Regions from separate parts of the Anser cygnoides genome. Here region 1 is linked to region 2. Evidence: chromatin contacts called from public Hi-C data. All regions are on one chromosome and are shown on one strand. Each heading gives the region's core, a stretch centred on a gene start, on an enhancer-like site or on the middle of the called end of the contact. The rest is flanking DNA. Distances are from core to core; before and after follow the strand shown. Region 1 overlaps LOC106031016 (a long non-coding RNA gene). Region 2 overlaps HIPK2 (homeodomain interacting protein kinase 2).

Region 1 (4,647 bases), core at 770-3,269, 400 kb before region 2:
CTTCAGTTAAAAAACAAACAGCCAGAACCTGTGGTGATTTACTGTTTAATGGTATCGGAAGTGAGTTTTGATCGGGGAAGAAACGGGAGGACCGTGCTCCGCTGCAGTGCCAGAGGGAGCAGGGTGCTCGGGTGCCACGGTTGTCTCATGGTGGCTGCAGAGGAGATGGGGTTTTCCAAAATCTTGGTCTCACGTGGCTCTCCCAGAATGCAGCCCACAGATCCTTATATGTTTAATAAGGTGCTAAAGCAGAACTCGAAATGTTCATTCACAGTCTCCTGTTCTGGATCATTTCATTGACCATCTGGTGTTGATTTTTTTTTTTTTTCTTAAAGATGCTTTGCATCCTGTGCATTACTTTCTGTTTACCCTTTGGGCCCCAGCCTGGCAGAGTGCCTGGGAATGTGCCTGATGTTCTGTCCCTTCCCAGCTCAGCAAAACACCAAAAACAGTGTGTAATGATAAGCTGTCATCTTCCCTCTCCCACTTCATCCTACCACCTGCTAGGGAAGCCTTCGGGTGGAGGCTGAGAGAAGAATGGGAGAGTTTGCACAAACAGCATTTTTCTTCCCAAGGAGGTTTTTAGCGCTTGTTTTTGCGGCTCGCTCACATTTGCATGCTTGAATACTGATAGCAGCTGGGCATCAAAGTGGTAGGAGAGAGAATTGTTCAATGGGAAAAAAAAGTCCATTCATGGGTCCAAGCAGAATTATACTTTGACACTGAGAGCTGAAAGACTTTCCATCTGAACCTCCTTTTCCCCCACATGTTAGTGCAACTGCTAAAATGCAGTCATGTTTTGCACTGTGATGATTCAGTTTGTTTGCTTAGCTGGAGGAAAAGGGAAAACTCTACCCTTTCTGTAGTGACCGGCGTGAAAGGGCACATTTAAACCTGAGGAAGAGCTGGCAGCTGCAGAGGAAATCTGCTGGAAGGCAAAACCCAGGGAACTGCAGTGAGGGGACACTGGAGGTTTTTAGTATGCCTGTGTATGCATGCATGGGAAAAAGAGAGCGGTAAGAAGGACCCGATGCCCACCACGTTCAGTTGGAAAGGAAAAGCAGAGCCGGCCGTCGTGACAGGCAGACTCGGGAGCAGGTTTTAATCTCTTGAAGGACCTGGTGTCAGTTGCTGTGGGTGGACATTTGTCCCGTGGGCACCCACTGCCAGTGCTGGGTGTCCATCAGGGCCACCTCCAAGCCACAGAGCAGTGTGCTTCTGTCCCACTGCGGCGTCCCCTCGGTTCTGCCTGCAGAGGTACCTCGGGAGGGCATGCGCCTGGGCTTAGTCCTCCGCTCTGAGCAGGCTCTGCTGTGCTGGCACGGCACTGCTGCATAAGCTATTAAGTTAAATCAACTTAGCTGTTTTTAGTTTGTTTAAATGGCCTTTTACAGTGCTGTGAGTACGTTGTTCTTAAACCAAACCTTTTTGTTGCGCTTATCTGGATGTCTTGTTTTGTCACGCTGATGAAGTTCTTACTCGATTTATTTAGTCAGCATGCATGTTGCCTAACAGTATGTTGTCCTCTGCTCTGGGATCCTCTTTGGTTCAGGTGGTACCACAGCTTTTCTAGGAAGAAAGCCAGGATTTCTCTGGTCATCGGGGTGCATTCACATTTGCTTGCTGCTTGCCTTATCTCTGTTTATATTACACTGCCATTCATGACACTCCTGCACCTGTCCTGTGTTTGTGTGGTGCCCAAAGCATGACACCTCTGTAGCTTGTGGTTTCTGTGGGGGATGAAAAGCCCCACAGAGAAAGGCTAGAGATTGTTATAAAGATCTCAGTGGTGCATTTTGTTCTCCTAAATGAAATTCCTGCCACAGGCCTTCCTATGCGCTGAAGCATAGGAATCCATCTGAAAGTGCCTTCACTCCCTGTGTGTTTATTTTCAAAGTCCTTCAGGTTTTGTTTGTCTATTTTGTCGTGTCCAGTTTCTTATCTGATGCCTTCTGGTTACCTTTCTAACTCAGAGACAAAGTCCAAAGAAAGATTGGCATCTACTTACGGAGGGTGGGGTTGGCAGAGGAATGGATTAGCTCTGCCCCCTTTTTGATCTGAATATTGTCCTCATAAAACAACCCCAGCTGAGGTCTGAAAGAGTTGCATGTCCTGCAACTACTATTGTCACAGTCTCCACATGGAATATATGTCATCTTAAATTAAGGGACAAGACTGCTACCCCATGGAGCTGTGGCATCAGGGGTGATAGGGCTGTGAGGCATGTTTAGTAGGAGAATTGACTGCTGGCAAATGTCCCTCAGGGCCACTTTCAAGGACGCCCAAGGATCAAGGTCCCACATCATGTCCAGGCACTCCGCCACACTGCTTCATCATCCCTACTGCTGGAAAGCAGGCCTTCAAACTTCACATGGGTCTTCCTGTCATTTAAAGACTATTACTTCTTACCCTGGCCCCCAAAATAATTGTGTATGCTTTCTGTGTGCTCTGCCTGCTTTAACATTGAGTGTTTGTATTTCAGAGAGCACACAGGAGCAAAGAAAATTAACTCAGGCCTCAGAAGGTGACTTGCAAGCATTTCTGGCTGAGCAGGATCTTGGCTGGAAGACAGAAAACTCTGCTTATACCATACCAGTATGGTCTTAAAGCACCTCAGGGTGTTCTGGCTGCTGGTATTTAATGAGTGGCAGTGCATGGACACTGCAAAAGGAATACGAGAAGATGTGTTACAAAGCAGTTATTCCCTTATAACACGCTTGTGATCTGCCATGTGGCTGGAGCAAGGCCCAGCAGTGACTGAGACCTCATTCAGGTGAGGGTGAGCGACCTCGAGTGCGTAAAAGAGAGAATGTGAAATATGTGAGCACAGCAAGATAGCAGACAATCTTGTGGTGATTATTAATGGCCATGTCCAGGTAAGTAGCATGGTGAGTTATTTACAATATCCCCTGTTGGTAGAGAGAGTACTGCAGTAATGTTAATGAGGGGGGACAATAAATAGTGAGGAAGCTAATGGTGGTTGCTTTAACTGGAGACCAGACCAAAATCCTCTCCAGGGCCATTTAGTTGGCTCTCCTGACACTCTACTTGTGCAGAAATTACCTCAGCTGTCAACTGCTTCTTCCATTCCTGCTGTAAGTGACCGAGGTGATGGTGGCGATGTCACTCTAGTGGTCCATGATGTAAGGTGTGAGTAAGTTTCAGTCTCGGGAGACAAACGCACCTCCCAAACAGGCACGTCTCCTCAAACACCTTTTCAGGTGTCTGAACAGCCTTCTTCAAGAGGCTGTGCAACTGCAGATTTTTCCATGTTTTACCAAAGCGACAGGAAAAGCAGTGCTTTCCGACAGCATTCCACAGCCATTGCTTTGATTTTGGAGAATTCATTTCAAAAAAATGTCTAGCGAGCTGAATAAAGCTGAATTAGCAAATCACAGATACCCAGAAGGAACAGTGTCCTGTTTATAAGGAAAGAGTGCGGTTACTGTGGTCAGACAGCCGGGCCACAGGCCAGGTCATGCCTCCTAAGCATATTTTATCTCGCCTCATGTCACAGGCAGGATGTGGGGGATGTACGAGTTTCTCCTCTGAAAGGTGAGTGCGATTCACAGAGAGTGCAGGCTGGCGTTACTCCTGTGCCGGCTGCTTTGCCTTACACCAGCTTCTTCATGAAGGTATCGGAGGAAATCACCTCAGTGGCATTCCCCAGGCAGTCGGGGTGGCCAAGGCAGGCTGCGACCAGGCCTGAATGGACCCCTTCTTCTCGGCCAGGTGCTACTACTTAAGGTATGTATCTGCTGGGTGAGCTGGGGTGTGACTGTCATCCTTAAACCACTTGTGGAGCTACCGTGGGCTGGAAACCACCGGGCTGGAGGCAGGGGCCCTGAGCGTCCTTGTTGCGCTGACCTGCCCTCGCTGCTGATGCTACGTGCGGACAGGAAGAGGCTCCCTGGGCTGCAGAAGCAGCTCTGCTCCGCCGGCTGGAGCTAAGGGGACGTCTAGTGGTGGTATTTCAAGATCCATATCTCCTCGTAATTACAGGGATCTGTTTTTTCCGCTGTTGCTACAGCTTCCTCCAGAGTGATTTTGTGGAGGGCACAAGTGAGATTAGAAGTGCCTTGTGTCATGTTTCCCTTGAAAAAGAAACCCACCAAATTCATTTACGGGATGCAGGTGAACTCCAGCTTTCAGTCTGTGCGGGGATCCCTCTGTGACAACAGGAAGACTTCCAGCTGCAGAAATGGTGTAACTGGTACAAAACTGATGCTGTCGTCCTGACTTGGCCTGATAGGCTGTGTATGGCCTCTGTCTTTCTGCACTGAGACCCCAGATCTTAGGAGTGATTTGAGCTCCACAGAATATGTAAGACATTTTTGGCTCTGGCAGCGCTGTGAGACCCCACTGCACAGCACAGGCACTCTCAGACTGGCTGCTGGTTTCTCAGTGCTATGCACTGATTTCCGTGGTCACATATCACCTCCCCTCAGGCAGTCGTTGGGGCCTTATCATGGGGTAAAGCTGAAAGAGACAGCACCATATCCCCCTTTTCCACACACTTACATGCTGCTGAGACTATAGCAAATGTATGTAGCTGCATGTATCAGTGCAACACGATACAATAAATAAATAGTGAAGGAAGATTAAGGGGGGATTGTTAATATTATCCTATTTTCTTTTTGGATTTAC
Region 2 (4,775 bases), core at 1,022-3,521:
AGCACACAACGTCATGATGAAAAACACAAGCATTTTTTTTTTTTAGTAGCAAGAACTTGATTGGTTAAGAATTAATTTTCTTGTAAAACATTCTAAAGCCAAGTAAAATATCCATTCTTATAACATACCTATAATATGAGACTAAGGAATAGGTTACATAGAGGTCTACAACACATCAGTTTTTTTTTGTTTTGTTTTGTTTTTTTAAAAGAAGAAAGACATATTTTCCAAAAGAAAAAAAAAAAGGAAAAAGAAAAGAAAAGAAGAAAAAAAGGGACAATTCACATAGGAAAAAAAAAAGCAGTACACAAGAAAATACTGTTGCACACAATAATTTTCACAAAGATTAACATGGATTAACACTCTTATTACAGAAACCGTACAGTGAAGGAACACAACGGCTCAGGGCTTTCATGGGGTATCTGGGCTGAGATGATGCTGTAGAGAAAGAACCATTCGAGATCCAGAGCTGGGGCAGGGGCATCTTTTCCCTTGCAGTGGTGATAGCATTTCACAGCTTTTCCTCCCATCTCTCCCCCTCAAGAATTTTGGTTCAGTGTACGTTAACTTCCACTTTCCATCCAGGGTGCGCTGGGCTTGTGGGCAGTCGAAAGGTATAAAATGCTCCCTCCACTTCCCCCTTCCTGATTTTAAAAGGATTTTACTGTTTGTAAATAATGTTTCACCTCTTGGTTCATTTTTAACTACCCGAAGTCTAGCCTTGTCAACTTCCTAGATGCCCCTCTTTCTTCTCACCATCTCGCTCCCTCTCTTACTCTCTCTCTCTCTCACACTCCTTTAATAAAGCTATTAATTACACTTCCGCTCCTTTCAGAAATTTGGTTTGGTATGAAAGATACAGGCTACATTCTGATTCTGCCCAAGTAGAATCGGTACCCAAAAAGCCTTGGTTTCTCGGCTGGTGAAACAGGGGATGAGGAGATCCTTTTTACACCTGAAATGGTTGTGCCCTGGGATATCCATGGAAGTTTCATTTTGAAAAGAATACAGAGCAAAAAATCAAATTAAATAAAACACAAAATCGAACACAGAAGGAATAAAGGTGGGGGAGAAGGGGAGCCAGAAGTGTTGTATGTAACCATGTGACATGGAAGCATGGCAGAAGCCTGTTATTTCCTTTCCGAGGGCAGCGGTGCTATACGTAACCATTCGGATTCTATGGGATGTGCGTTGCCAGTGGCCAAAACCCCTTCTTGCCTGACAAGTTGCAAGCCAAAGAATTCAAAAGGACTGTCTCCTTCGCTTAAGTGTGCTGGTGTTTGTGGGTCTGACCCCCCTTAAGAACAAAAGGTCGTGCAAGTGCCGAGGGCAGCAAAAGGCGATGATTGAGAAAGGGGGGATGATCCCCGCCAGCCCCAGCGCTGCTCGTGGGCTGCCGCGCGATGCGTCGTCGCTTTGGTTCCGTGGGTTACGGGGTGGGCACGGCAGCCCCGGGCTGCACTGGGGGATTGTATCAGCAGCCAGTGGCACCACGAGCATCTCCATTGCTCCTCTGCAACACCGCTGACCCCGGGGTCGCTGGGACCAGTGCCTCAGGCATGGGGCAGAAATGTAAGGGGCCCCCCTGGGGCACCCAGGCTCCGCCACAGAAGATCGGTTCTTCAGACAGACACAGATTTATGTTTTTAAATGCCAGTTCCTGTGCTTTCATGACCTAGCAGTACCATTTTGCCCAGCAGACATTTATACCATGTTCATTGGTTACTCAAGTGACAGAACACAAAAGAGCAAGCTAGACAGCTAGGCGAGACTGGGGAGGGGGTAGTGTGACATACCCAAATGCAAAGTACACCGTAACAGCAGCAGGGAGACAGCACTGATGGGAACTGACGCTGGCTAAGAAAACAAAGTTGACAACGAGATGGTCAATGAACTTTGTATTTAGTTTACTGGTTCAAACAGTTTCTGCGGTGGTAAGCACCGTTTGTAATAACGGGGTGAACAGACGAAAGCCAAATTACAGCATTGCCTCTGAGTGGCTGTCATACACCACACACATACACACACACACACGTACAAAACCAAAATAAAACAGGCAATCACTAAACTCAGGAATTAATCATTTGGCTAAAGATTTATCAACAGTACAATACAATCCTTCCTTTGAATATCCTTCATTCTCTTACATGGGTATCTTCATCCAGATGAGGATCCTACACAGAACAGTGAATTTGGAAGTACTGCGCTCCCTGCTTCAACCCAAGGAGTTTGATAAAGTATGGTATTAAACGAGCACACAAACAAATAGCTTATCTGTTGGACTAGAGGTGCTAAATCCACAAAGTGGGTGGAGTGTTTTTCAACCAGACTTTGGAATACAGTGGATTACTTGATCTCTGGACTGACTTTCCAACACTATGTTATATCTCAGAACAGAATATACATATTAAAGACACACTTGTACTTTTCCATTTGTAAAGGGCAAAATTAAAAAGAGGCAGCTGTATTGAGTTTTTGAAGGTGTCACTTACAAACACAAGATTTCCCTTAAAAAGTACCAGTTTAAATGTAAACTATAAAACACTGTAATAACTATAAAATGTAGCCAGAAAACTGTTTAAGTAGCCACGGTCTATTATTCAGTTCATATTGGTTTAAAATGTGACTCATTAAATATCTTCTAGAAGGCCAAAGCATTTTACAGTAGCTATAAACATATATACTTACATGTGCATTTAACATCACAATTGATTAAAATACATAAAAGAGTAATCTATTCCTTGGTTTAACTTTTTCTCTTTAAAGATTCACTGTCTTCAGAATTCACTCAAGCAACAATGACCAGGGTGGGCATTTATCGTTATTCCGCCCATACAGAGTTTAGAGTCTTTGAATCAAAGTTCAAGCTGGCTACATGTTTTCAGAAAGGCTAAAACCAGGATGAATGCCCACATTTGAGGTAATTATTGCCATTAGGTCACAGTTTGCGTAATATAAGTGTATCTAAATCCTTCTGTAAAAAACCCGAGGATACCCCACGGTCTGCTGGCATACCCTCTGTCGCCGTCAGGATCCAGAATCCTGACCGGCGGCGGGTTTGCTTCCAAAGGAGTCGGCGGTCCCTGAGCACCAGGCGCCTGGCGCAGCCGCCGACTGACCTAGAGCCCAGGCCAGCGAGCCTGCAGCAAGCCAGTTTTGGAAAAGAAAGGAAAAACAAAAATCAGAGGTGCCATAAAAGAGACAAATAACATTTCTGATCAGAATTCCAGACCAAAGCTTTTCTGTCTTATTCCTTTCCAAACAATTTGCTGGAAAAAAAAATATATCAAAACACATTGGCATTAAATATTAACTCTATGCCAGCACTGCAAAAACTCCTTGGCTATGTTCTGAAAATGGGATAAGCTTTGCTTTTGCTCTGAGCATTGTTGCCCCATTGCTTTCTGTTTCAAAGAGGAAACCTTGTTTTAAAGAAAGAAAAAAATTAAAAAAAAAATAAATCCCTGGCTGTCAGAAGTACACGCAAGTATTTACAAGGTTTGTGTGAGTCTGCACACGGTTCCCCTCACAGCGAAAGAGTTAAGAACAGAGATGTCACAATATTTATCAGTGCAGTAAAAAATATCATTTTTGGAAAAAAATATACCTTTAGTATTGCCTTTCTTAGATTAACTATGATAAGCAAAAGATTAAAAACAAAAACTTTATCCTCAAACACACATGAATAGTCTGTTATAGCAGCACTGCTAAAACTGGAAGGACAAAGCTAACCCGTAAATGAGAAACAGGAGTTTCAAACTAGAAATGCAGAAAGCCAACCCTCCTAGCATGCTTCGTGAGACCTCTGAGGAACCGAGCTCGTTCGCCATTTGAGCCCCACTCCTTACGCGTGCCAGCGCTGTAACGCATGGCCTGTAACCCGCGGAGCCTGGCGCCCGCAGGGCCTAGCCCGGCCGCCCGCAGTGGCCTGCCCTGCCTGTCCTGCAGGCCGTCACACGTGCCAGCAGCTTTTAACAGACTGCCGGGGTCATCCCCAGACACTCGGGGAAAAGCCACCTCTGTCACAGAGCCCTGGCTGGTGGCTCTCGCCTCACACTGCCCCGGCGGACAGCGGTGCCACCTGTGGGACGGGCACCCACCAGGAGAGGCTGGTGCCGTGCTCCCGCCAGCTGCCCCAGCACCGCCATGCCACAGGACCAACGCACCAGCTCCAGGCGCTGCCGGGGTAGGTGTGGGGATCCCCGCAGTGGAGACCCCCACCTCCTCCTCCCCACATGCAGGGGATGAGCAGCAGGCCGCGAGAGGCCAGTGGGGGCCAGCACGTGCTTTGGGCATGGGCTCTCCTCACAGGAGAGCCAGGGAGGTTCGGGGACCAGGGGGGTAATGGGGGCAGGTGTCCAGGGTTGGGGACCAACTGCTTTGACGTTCCTGTGGGACAGGCAGGGCTACGTCAGCAGGACGGGGGAAAGCCTTCCCGTCCCACACTTTTCCTGTCTGCGTTGCCCACCCTGAGCAAAGATCAGTTATGTGGACTTTGCGTACAGCTATCCCGAAACTGGCAGACCTCTCCGATGGGCTGATTGCCAAGCCATGGAAGAGCACACCGGTAAGTCCAACACCCTCGCCCAGCCGCACAAAGGCCTGATGCTGCAGTGCTCTTTGGGGTCTGACGCTCGGAACAAAACCAGCATCCCAAATCCCGAGAAGGAGGTGCTACAGAAGCACGCAGAACACCCAGAAGCTTATCCCCACCACACAGCTCACAAGTTCAACATCGCATTGTTGCCACTGATGCATCTTAATCAAGGTGAACA

What was found. Hi-C and Micro-C count contacts between places; a contact is called where the count stands out from the background.
Region 1: a Hi-C map of liver shows a contact between it and region 2, with 2.6 times the contacts expected there. The contact joins two enhancer-like sites. A contact is called at or near these places in 2 of 7 Hi-C or Micro-C datasets (granulosa cells and liver).

The regions. Positions count from the first base shown.
Region 1 is chr1:61,523,938-61,528,584 of Taihu_goose_T2T_genome, reverse strand. All of the region lies in intron 1 of LOC106031016 (a long non-coding RNA gene), which reads left to right. Among named protein-coding and RNA genes, the nearest start is that of AKR1D1, 16 kb to the left of the region's middle. Within about 2 kb of position 2,019, at least 1 of the 3 cell types and tissues checked has open chromatin away from gene starts, as enhancers often do. A contact at or near this core is called in liver, where this site is marked.
Region 2 is chr1:61,126,042-61,130,816 of Taihu_goose_T2T_genome, reverse strand. HIPK2 (homeodomain interacting protein kinase 2) reads right to left here. Exons shown (of 15, transcript XM_066997849.1): 15 at 1-4,775. Among named protein-coding and RNA genes, the nearest start is that of KIAA1549, 21 kb to the left of the region's middle. Within about 2 kb of position 2,271, at least 2 of the 3 cell types and tissues checked have open chromatin away from gene starts, as enhancers often do. A contact at or near this core is called in liver, where this site is marked.